Linked DNA regions of Macaca mulatta: region 1 is linked to region 2. A link is a contact called in public Hi-C data. All regions are on one chromosome and are shown on one strand. Each heading gives the region's core, a stretch centred on a gene start, on an enhancer-like site or on the middle of the called end of the contact. The rest is flanking DNA. Distances are from core to core; before and after follow the strand shown.

Region 1 (5,657 bases), core at 412-2,911, 60 kb after region 2:
AAAACAATTGCAAGGTTGTATATTAACATTTTAATCATGATTATTTCCGGGTGGTGGAATGGTGGGGGGAAATCTTTATTTTCATTTTGCTCTTCTTTATCTACATTTTTTGCAATGATCATGCATTAGTTTTCTAATCAGATGCAAATACCACTAAAAAAAAAACCCGTGACGGGCAAAATTGCCACACATACTGTACCACAGGGTCACATGAAACTTAGAAGGCCAATTTCTTCTGTGAGGTCTGACCAACATCCTGACTTTATCTGTAAAGATATTCATAGGAATAACTTATGAACACAGAAATGTACTGTGACTGCCACCTTTTTACCAATATCTATCAGTGATTCCTAACCTTTTTAAAGTCACAGAGCCCTTTGAGAATCTGAAGAAAGTAAATATCCTCTCTCCAGAAAAATACACATATTCATTCAGATTTGTAGGTTTACATTCATTTTCCCATCGATTCCAGGTTAGGGAACATTTGCTCTGTACGCGCAATTGAATGGTCAAGCGCTGTGCTATGTACTTTAAATAGGTTATCTCCTTGAAAGTTCACCTGTGTGAGATAAGAACTATTTTTCAGATCTTTTTTGTCAGCTCCCTGAAATTAAAAGGTTGTAATCCCAATTTACAGATAAGGATTGTGAGGGTCAGACACGTTCAATACCTATCTAATTCAGCCTCAACCCTCACCCAAACGTGTAAATGTATAAAGTTCCTCCATGTCAACCTTCCAGCCTGATGCCACGCTCATAGGCGAGGTGGGAGAGATCTCAGCGACCTTAGGGTCTCTCTAACTCTCTCGAGATACTGCCGAGAAATCCACGACCCCAAAAGGAGAAAAAATGGCACGAATCTTAGTCCCCGATCCCTCCTACCCATCCTAGATGTTCTCACGGTTAGCATCCGGCAGAGGAAGAACAAACGTTCACAAGAAGGGTCTGAATAGAACCGGGCAGGGCTACTTTGGGCACACTGCCTATGGGGTGGCCCTGCTCTGCAAGGAGCAGTGAAAAAGGAGAACCGGGCAGGGAGAGAGAGATAGAGAGAGGAGAGAAGAGGAAGAGAAAGAGAAAGAGAAGGCGGGGGGGGGGGGGGGGAGGAGAGAGAGAGAGAGAGAGAGAGAGAGAGAGAGAGAGAGAAACAAACAGGGGCTGCTGGCCGGACCCCCATCCCATCACACAGAGAAAGTTTAGGGCTAGTCCCGATTCGAGACAGTTTGCTGGGGATAAAAAAGCAGCGCAGAGTCGGGTCGGGGAGCGCTCCCTCGGGCTCAACTGTTCCTGTTGAGACCCTCCAGTTCCCCAAACACACCCAAACACATGGAAAAGCAAAGGGAAGGGAGTACCCAATATCTGATACCTGATGCAGGAATCTGGCTCTTCCTGGCAGTCAAGGTTGCACATGAAGCGCTCCCAGTGCAGCCAGCCCATGGTAGGCGTCCTGGCCAATCCATTGTCCAGTGCTCTGGCCCCAGGGATGTCCCAGGAAACGAGGGCCAGGAAGAGAAGCGCAAGCGCGCAGCCCAGATGCATTTCTGGGTTCCTCAGCTGCATTGTCACAGTGATCAGACAGCATAGATTTCCGCGGGTAACCTAGGCTTTTAAGTTTAACCTCAGGGGAGGACCAATCACCAATTACTTATTAAATAATGACGTTACTGTTTCTCCGGCAACTGGGACGGTTATCCCCAGAGGTAGACCAATAATCAGTCACGTAAGACGTTCCGCTAACCAATCACCCTCTTTCTTTCTTGATATTGACCCGCCCTATTTCCATACCAGAAGGAAGTGCGGCACCTTAGTGATCCCGAGTTTAAGCCGAGAGTTGCTCACGTGACCGAGATCTCACATGACGTAGGCGCTCACGTGATTACTCGCTTACGTGAGCAGAAGTAGTTCTGGTCGTCGTCTACCGTCTCGCTATAGCCGTTTGAGGGAAGAAGGAGGAAAATTACCCGGTATCGTTAGAGGTTGGTGTGTGGGTGGGAACTGGGGACCCAGGGGTGGTGATGATGAAGACCAAAGCGGGGTTCGGGGGCCGCCTCCGCCTCTTTCGTTCTCTGCTTTCCCCTCCCCCCTCGCGCTCTCTTCCCTCCTCCCCCCCATCTCAGTGCCGGGAAGCCGCCTGTGCTGCGCCTGGTGGGGAAATGGTGGACGCTCATGACTGTGTATGTGTTTTTGTATATCTGTCTGTCTGGGCCGGTCTCGGGGGACCCCTAAGGGTGACCGTAAGGCGAAAAAGGTTTGAAAACCACAGCCCTGAGTTAAGAAAAACAGATACTGAAAATAGTGGTCTGAGTGCTGGTCTATCTCTTCAGGCACTCAGTCTCCACTGCCTGATTGTCTGTAGGGGGAGGCCCCAAGTGAATTTTATCTGTAGAGTCACATCTAGGCAAATGCGTGCTTGACAAAGGCGCCCAATAAATTACTTTACTGAATTGAGTATTCGAATAATGTTTATTTTTCTGCTGATAACAACAATCTACATACTCAATTTCGAACATTTGAAAAATAACAATGTAGTATAAAATTTAAAAATACACGTAATTCACCACCCAGAGACGACTACTCAACCTTATCTCGTTACAGTTTTTAAAAAAATGTGTGTAACACGCATATAAATACACAAATTCTTAACTCACAAAGAGTCCTGGTTCCCACTTGAGCCAGCAGTCCTGATGGCCTTCCCAGGAGACGCAGTAATGAAGTAGAACCTCTCTGCCCCTACAGAAGGGCTCTTAAGGGATAGAGTGGTGCAGGGAATTAAATGGGACGGGTTATCCCAGGGATAAGGCAAGCCAAAAAAAAAAAAAAAAAAAAAAAAAAATTGTACAAAATGTAATAAAAAACAGCCTGTAAATCTGTCACTGAGACCTTAGGATGGTTAATAGGAAAACTGTTATCACTGCAGATGCAGTCTGCTAGGCACTTAATATGCAATCAGTAAATGTTAAATCGTTTCCTCAGTGTAGTTTTATGGCCGTTATTACACTTTGTACTTTGTTTCCAAGAGGCCCAATGCTCACAGACCATATCAGATAACCATCCACATTCAAAATTGGACAATTTTATAAAATTTCCTATACCAAATCCCAGAAATGCAAACATTTTAATTTGTTTTATGTTGCTTTTTTGCTGAAGTAAAAGTAATTATTTCTGTAGAAATTTAAGACTGCATAAAAAAATTGGAAAAATAACATGGAAAATCCATTAACCTACCACTCAGAGTAACCACTAATATGTTCTTTCTAACTTAAAAAAAATCCCAGTACAGCAAATTTAAAGAATTAAAACTGTATAGAAGTATATAGGGTAAAAAGCGAAAAGCCCACTTCACTCCCCCTACCCTTCAGTTCTCTCAAAAACAAGTTTGCTTCCAGATCTTCTTTTATTTATTTACATACGTATATACATGCATGCTAATCTTTTACTATAAGTAGGATCATACTATGTATGTTCTTTCATTTAGTGTATTTTGGAGATCTTTCTGGGTCAAGGCAGATAGATTTTTTTTTAAATGGCTGCATTGCATTCCATTTTAAGGATAAGGTATAATTCATTCAGCCATTCCTCTAATGATGGCTATTTAGCTTTCCAATGTTCTGCCTTTACTAACAGTGCTGCAAGGAACATTCCTAAGTATTTCTGTTGACTAGATTCCTGGAAGGATTCTAGCAGTGTCAAAGGGTATGGGAATATGTATTTTGTACATAGTTGAGATTGTAAAGCAGCTGTGCTCTTGGGTCACTTATAATTATAGCATAAGTAATTTCTCATGTTATTAAATATTTTTGTAACTTTTAAAATTAAATGCATAATATTCCAGTTTTCTTAATAAAGTACTTTTCAAAGAATATATAGCTCCATAAATCTTTGTCTGAATTTCAGATCATCTCCTTAGGGCACATAACTGAAATGTATTTGCTGTCAAAAGGCGTGATACATATTATCAAATTGCTTTCAGGATATAGTGGGATTTATCAAAAAGGAAATAGTTTATATCAATTACCACTCCTCTAGTAGTGTATTATTAGTTTGTGAACTCTGCATAGCACTGATTTACTGTCACCGTTTAATTTCCATAATCTTGATGGGTGAAAAATAATGATTAGTTCTGGTTTTAACTTACTGGAAGATTGATTAAATTTGAACATTTCCCAGATTGCTCTCCTGTATCCTCCTATACCTGTATTCTCTCATACTTAATCTGTTATCAAGTCCCGCAGATTCCACTTTTTTTGGTATGTGTAGATATAGCTTTTCTCCATTTTACTCCTGTTGCCTTAGGCGATTCCTTTAACGTATATTTAAGAGACAAGTTCTAACTAATCTCCCTAGTTCCACCTCTGAGTACCACACTGTTGCCGGGGTGATCTGTCTGAAAGAGTTTTGGTGAAGTCACCCCACAAACTCCCCGGTTTAAAAGTCTTAAAAGGTGCTTAGTGTATATAGTGTGTATATACTTCTATACAGTTTTAATTCTTTAAATTTGCTGCACTGGGATTTTTTTAAGTTAGAATGAACATATTAGTGGTTACTCTGAGTGGTAGGTTTATGGATTTTCCATGTTATTTTTCCAGTTTTTTTATGCAGTCTTAACTAAGCACTGCATAAAAGTCTTTGGGATCTGATCTATGCCTTGCCAGCCTTTTCTCTTGCTTTTCCCTCTCCTATTTGTGCTTTATCATAATTTTAAAAAATCGTTTATGGATCCCTGGGCAGGTTAGTCTGTTTCATTTAACCATTTGACCTCCAACCAATAGAACTGATCAACTAGTCCCTCCTTGATACTATGCTTATACCCCACCCAGAGGGTCATGGCAAGTATAATGTATATTTGCATTTACATCTTTAATAATGATATTTGGTGCTCCTGTAGGATCATAAGCCCTTTCTGGGCTTATTGATTCTTGTATGCCAGAGCTGAGTATTGGACATGGCAACTAAAAAATATTTCTAAAATGAATGTGTGAATTCCCAATAATGTCTTTTTTTCATTTATCTCTGAAGCCCAAATATTTCCCTGATTTTATTGATTTGCATACATTTGTATATAAGGAGATTATATAAAGAACGTATATAACCTGTGTTTTGTTTGTGTTTTAATGTTTTAATTGTTGTTTAATCTTTTGATCTAGTGAAGTTTTTTATGTGTGTATATTCAGATATAGCTATCTTTTATTTGTTGACCTATCCCACTGATTTGTTGATGTTATTTTATTTATTTATTTATTTTTTGAGACTTAGTTTCGCTCTGGTGGCCCATGCTGGAGTGCAGTGGCGTGATCTCGGCTCACCTCCACCTCCTGGGTACATAAAAGTGGTTTTCCTGCCTCAGCCTCCCAAGTAGCTGGGATTACAGGCGCCTGCCACCACGCCCAGCCAATTTTTTGTATTTTTAGTAGAGACAGGGTTTCACCATGTTGGCCAGGCTGGTCTCTGACCTCTAGGTGGTACACCCGCCTGACCTCAGGTGGTACTACTGACCTCAGGTGGTACACCCGCCTCAGCCTCCCAAAGTGCTGGGATTACAGGCGTGAGCCACCACACCCGGCCGATTGCTATTAATTTTTAATGGTATCCAACATGTAATAGGCATTGAATAAATAACTTAAAAAATGAATGAGTTAAAAATTTGGTGAACTCTTTGTT
Region 2 (5,580 bases), core at 431-2,930:
ACTAAATGCCTTTAAGTTAACTACAGAATAAAAGGGTGAAAGGATAAATCATTACAGCAAGATACCCTAAAACTTACCAAAGAAGAAAAAAATCTATGACTTGAGATTCTATAACCTTGTCTACTTAAGCTAGAGATTCTTGAATCCTGTTACGATGAATGGAAAATTGTATGAATTTTCCTAAAGGGTTCATAGCTTACAGGTTTTTTTCCTTTCTTTCTTTTTTTTTTTTTTTTCTTTTTTGAAACAGAGTCTGGCTCTGTCACCCAGGCTGGAGTGCAGTGGCATGATCTCACTGTAACCTCCGCCAGGTTCAAGCCATTCTCGTGCCTCAGCTTCCTGAGTAGCTAGGATTACAGGCGGGTGCCACCCCGCCCAACTAATTTTTTCTATTTTTAGTAGAGACAGGGCTTTGCCATGTTGCCCAGACTGGTCTCGAACTCCTGACTTCGAATGATCCACCCACCTCCCAAAGTGCTGGCATGAGCCACCACGCCTGGCACCTTACAGATTCTTGCAATAGTACTTAACCACACGCCCTCCTGTCCCCAAAGTAACCAATCACAGATATTTTTTAAAAAGAATCAAAAGTACTCTGGTCCAAGGCAGACCAGAGTTAAGTAAGCATCTGGTAGGTGTCATAATCCGGCAATACCATAAGTTTATGGGAAAGGGCCTGTGGAAACCAATGACTGTATATAGTTCAAGTTAAGTGGTTCAAAAATTTCGTTCATTATTCTCTGCCATGTACACAAGCCTCAGACTCTCTAATTCCAAGGAAAATTATCCTTGGCCTCTGAATTCGGTGAATTGTGTACATTAAGGGAGAGCTGTCCTTGGCAAGCAGAACACGTTGTCAAGCTGCAAATGCCTTCCACCCTTTTGCCAAAGTCCCCTCACAGGGCAGGCTCAATTCCTTAACCTTCAGACCCGAAACGGCTTGGTATTACACAACAATCCAACAAGAAAGCAAATAAGTATGTACGTTGGAAAAGATTACACCACTTTTATAGTTAGTGGGCTGGAGCCACTCATTTCTCAGCGGAGAGGGTTAGAACTAGGTAATGAAGGTAAATCCCGAGAAGTCCAGGAATAGCAGATTCACTGATTCACTGACTCTCTGGGATTCGGGCTGCCAAAAATAAAATCCCAGTACTGGGGACTCCAATCAGTCTTGGTGACCAGCACTAGGCAGCTTCAACCTCGGGTGCCTGAAAGTGCTGGGTGTCCAGTGGCATAAGTCTTCTTTGATACCCAGTCCTCTGCACCAACAAAGCCGAGGTCCGGAATGACAGTCCCCAGAGAACCGGAGTCACCCTTCTCCCATCCGCCTAGGCCACAGGAACCTGAGAAAATCAAGGGGTGCTGCCAGGTGCCCACCCCCTCCCCGAATCCCCGACGTTGTCGCGAGTCCCGCGGTACAAGGACAGAGGGAAAGTAGGTACACTGTTCAGGTCCCAGCCCCAGGCTCCTCACCCAACAAAGTTCAGTCATCTGGTGCACCAGCTGCTGGAAGCGCTGCTTTTGAGTTTCTACCTCGATGAAATGCTGCAACTGCGGGTCCACTGCACCCAAACCCGCCGCGGAGGAAGAAGAGGAGGAATCCATCCCAGGGCGACCAGGCTTGCAGAGACGAACTCCTTACCAACTCGCCGACCTTCACGTGTCTCCGCGACGGAACCGGAACCACAGCTCGCCGCCTCTGGGACCGCCCCCGTGAGTGCACTGCGTCGGCGCAAGGCAGGCGCCCAACTCCACCCCGCCGCCTCACAAGCCTTGGCGCGGGTGCTTAGTTCCCGGAGTCGGCGGGTCCCACTCCTGGAGCCCGCAATCCCGTAACCCCGCAACCCTCTGGTTGCGCCCAGCCTTGCGCCTTGAGATCGCAGGGCTTAATAAACCCAGAGCCGAGGTGCCGTTGAGATGTTATTCCAAAAAGAAAACAAAGGAGAAAAGGAATTTACTTCAGACCACGTGGTCCATTCCGTGCTGGCCCAACAGCTCCGCCCCTGTCCATTTCCAAATTGGCCCGCGTTTTCTGAGCTAACAGAGTTGTGCGCTGACCGAACAGCTGGGTCGGTTATTTGGCTATCCTGGGCCACTGGCTTTCGTTTTTTGATGAAGTTTTCCTCTCCCGACGTAGGGAAATGAGACTCTGGCAGTTTGTGCCCAACTTTCAGATTCATTCAAATAACATTGCATGCCTGCTGTAACAGGCATTGTTTTGGCATAATGCATCTCTGATTCAGAGGCAGGAGTTAACAAGAGGGCTTAAACCCGGAGGATCCTGTCGAGTTCTCAGTGTAGGAATATGCCAAACTAATGCCACACAGCAGCTTTCTGGAATACTGAGATAGGGTGCTTCAGGGAGGCTGCATGATTAATAGAGATACCAAAGACTTTCAAGCTTTCTAGTAATTTTATTTTATCAAAACACCCTCCCCTCCCATCTTTATGACACCATTTCATTCTTGCCAAATTCTGCCCACCCACCCCCATACCCCCAAGCTCTACCAAATGCCTACTCAAAGAGCTGTTGGACCCCTTTGCGACTATTTACATCTTCCCTCCTAAAAAATGTTTTCATCGCAAATTCAGTCTGTCTTAATTCTCTCGGGAAATTTCAGGCACAATAATTTCTTGGCCTTTGCTCAGAAGCCACTGTCCCAGGGAATCAAAGAAGAGGGGCATTCCCAGATGTAGAGAGGGGCCTTTTTGCATTCAGTGGGAGCACAAAGGCTCCAGGGCTCCTAAGCTTGGGATTTCCTCTGAGAAAGTTAAATTGGGGCTTGTGGAGAAGAGAAGTAGAACCAAGAAGCTTATTGGCGAGCTCAGGATTCTTCATCCATGACATCTAGAATATTGCTCAGAAGAATTTTGAAAGTGGGACGTTCATCTGCTTTCTAAAACCAAAGAAAAAGTAAAGTGAGAGTGGCTAGAATCCAGAATTCAAGGGAAATGCAATGAGTAAGCAGCAAATGTTTATTAAATACATGCTGTATGCCCAGTAGCATGCCCTGTCGATCACAAAAGGAAAAAAAAAAAAAAGAAAAGAAATAGCAGCTGTCCATAAAGTATTTGTGCACTTTTCATCTTTAGTAACTCAGGTTATTAGTGTGATAAGAACAATTTGCAAATTAAACTGACAATCACATTGATCAAAATTGAGGGCAAGTTCATTATGTAACTGTACACAACACATTCTTATTTTGGATCCTCAAGTGAAAAATGGCTACCAAAAAAGTTCAAGTGGTTGGCAGAACAGAAATCTCATGTGATAATTTTTAATTTTTAGTGATTAATATTTCAAAACCAGGCCGGGCGCGGGGGCTCACGCCTGTAATCCCAGCACTTTGGGAGGCAGAGGTGGGTGGATCACGAGGTCAGGAGTTCAAGACCAGCCTGACCAACATGATGAAACCCCGTCTCTACTAAAAATACAAAAATTAGCCAGGCATGGTGGTGCACGCCTGTAATCCCAGCTACTTGGGAGGCTAAGGCATGAGAATCACTTGAACCTGGGAGACGGAGGTTGCAGTGAGCTGAGATCAGGCCTCTGAACTCCAGCCTGGGCGATAGAACAAGACCCTGTCTCAAAAAAAAAAAAAAAAAAATTCAAAACCACAGGCCGTATCACTGAGCAGGGATTCTGAGTACCTGAGACCTTGTGTTACCACTGTCTGGTAACAAAACGACTAAGGGTTTTTTGTTTTGTTTTGTTTTTGTTATCACTCTCTGGTAACACAAAGACTAAGGGTCTTTTTTTTTTTTTTTTTTTTTTTGATAGAGTCTCACCCTGTTGTCCAGGCTGCAGTGCAGTGGTGCGAGCTCAGCTCATTGCCACCTCCCGGGTTCAAGCGATTCTCCTGCCTCAGCCTCCCAGGTAGCTGAGATTACAGGCGCACGCCACCATGCCTGGCTAAGTTTTGTGTTTTTAGTAGAGACGGGGTTTCACCATGTTGGCCAGGCTGGTCTTGAACTCCTGACCTCAGGTGATTCGCCTGCCTCAGCCTCCCAAAGTGTTGGGATTACAGGCGTGAGCCACCGCGCCCAGCCTAAGACTAGGTTCTTTTTGATGGCCATAGCCCATAAGCCCCCAAGGTATTTAGTATTTAGTGGTTTAGGGAACATTCATGCCAGAATGCTCTCAATCTGTCAGAACCAATGGTCATCAATTTCTTGATTCCTTAATTCAGTGATTCTTAAACTTAGCTGAGTATCAGAATTTCCTGGGAAGTTTAAAAAGAGATTTCTGAGTTCCACTCCAGGCACACCTAACGAGAATTTTTGGAGAAAAGTCCCAGTAATCTGCTTTTTTTTTTTTTTTTTTGTGATGGAGTCTCGCTCTGTCACCCAGGCTAGAATGCAGTGGCAGGATCTTGGCTCACTGCAACCTCCGCCTCCCAGGTTCAAGTGATTCTCCTGCCTCAGCCTCCTGAGTAGCTGGGATTACAGGCGCACACCACCACTCCTGGTTAACAGGGTTTCACCATGTTGGCCAGAATGGTCTCGATCTCCTGACCACGTGATCCGCTCGCGTTGGCCTCCCAAACTGCTGGGATTACAGGCCTGAGCCACCGTGCCCAGCCAGTAATCTGCATTTTTAAGAGTTCTTTAGGGTTTCTGATATACATCCAATTTTGACCACTCCTCTAAACAGGCTGTGGATAAAATACCTGTCTGAAATCATTTTTAATTAGCAGAGTAAGAAGGTCCTGGTTGGGAGGGAGCATAGCCAATCACCCTTAATCCTGCATCACACAGGAGAAAGAAGGAGTCCTCCCATTCTGCACCATTTCTCTGTGATCTGTCATTTGTTCGAGGGAAACGAGCCATGCTCGGATCCAGATACCCACTTTTCACCTCACCAAGAGGGCTCCAGATTCACATATGCACTTGTTAGACACTCTGAAGAGTTGAGCATTTATTTCCTACTAGAAATTTGGGTTGCCAAGGATCTACTGAAAAGTTGAGAAGGCATCTTGGGAAGAACTCGAGGTAAGAGGAGCAAAGCAGTTTAATAGTAGTAGGACAGATTTCCTTATTTCCAAAATACCACACCTACCCACATACCCCACAATGCACCATATTAAAAAGCAAAAACAAAACGAAGCAAACAAAAAAACCCCACTACCTATTTTAGTTCTCTTTCAAGCAGTAGGGTTTTTTAAAAAATCTCATTTAGCTGGGTGCAGTGGCTCACGCCTGTAATCCCAGTATTTTGGGAGGCAGAGGTGGGCAGATCACGAGATCAGGAGATCAAGACCATCCTGGCTAACATGGTGAAACCCCGTTTCTACTAAAAATACAAAAAATTAGCCGGGCATGGTGGCGGGCACCTGCAGTCCCAGCTACTTGGGAGGCTGAGGCAGGAGAATGGCATGAACCTGGGAGGCGGAGCTTGCAGTGAGCCGAGATCGGGCCACTGCACTCCAGCCTGGGCAACAGAGCGAGACTCCGTCTCAAAAAAAAAAAAAAAAAAATTCTCATTTAGGACCTCAGCCAGAAACAGTAGGCAGCTAATAAAGTAGAAGAAAGGGCCAATGACACACAAAGGAATGAACAAACTTTCATGACTTTTCT

What was found. Hi-C and Micro-C count contacts between places; a contact is called where the count stands out from the background.
Region 1: a contact with region 2 is called in a Hi-C map of CD4 T cells, with 6 times the contacts expected there. The contact joins the promoter of GLA here to the promoter of TIMM8A in region 2. A contact is called at or near these places in 2 of 14 Hi-C or Micro-C datasets (CD4 T cells and liver).

The regions. Positions count from the first base shown.
Region 1 is chrX:108,297,472-108,303,128 of T2T-MMU8v2.0, forward strand. GLA (galactosidase alpha) reads right to left here and starts at 1,662. Exons shown (of 9, transcript XM_077989197.1): 1 at 1,366-1,662. The coding sequence starts at 1,559. It overlaps HNRNPH2 (heterogeneous nuclear ribonucleoprotein H2), which reads left to right and starts at 1,872. Exons shown (of 2, transcript NM_001193993.2): 1 at 1,872-1,979.
Region 2 is chrX:108,237,421-108,243,000 of T2T-MMU8v2.0, forward strand. It overlaps TIMM8A (translocase of inner mitochondrial membrane 8A), which reads right to left and starts at 1,681. Exons shown (of 2, transcript NM_001265859.1): 1 at 1,477-1,681. The coding sequence starts at 1,608. BTK (Bruton tyrosine kinase) reads right to left here. Exons shown (of 20, transcript XM_077989185.1): 20 at 2,398-2,900. The coding sequence ends at 2,829.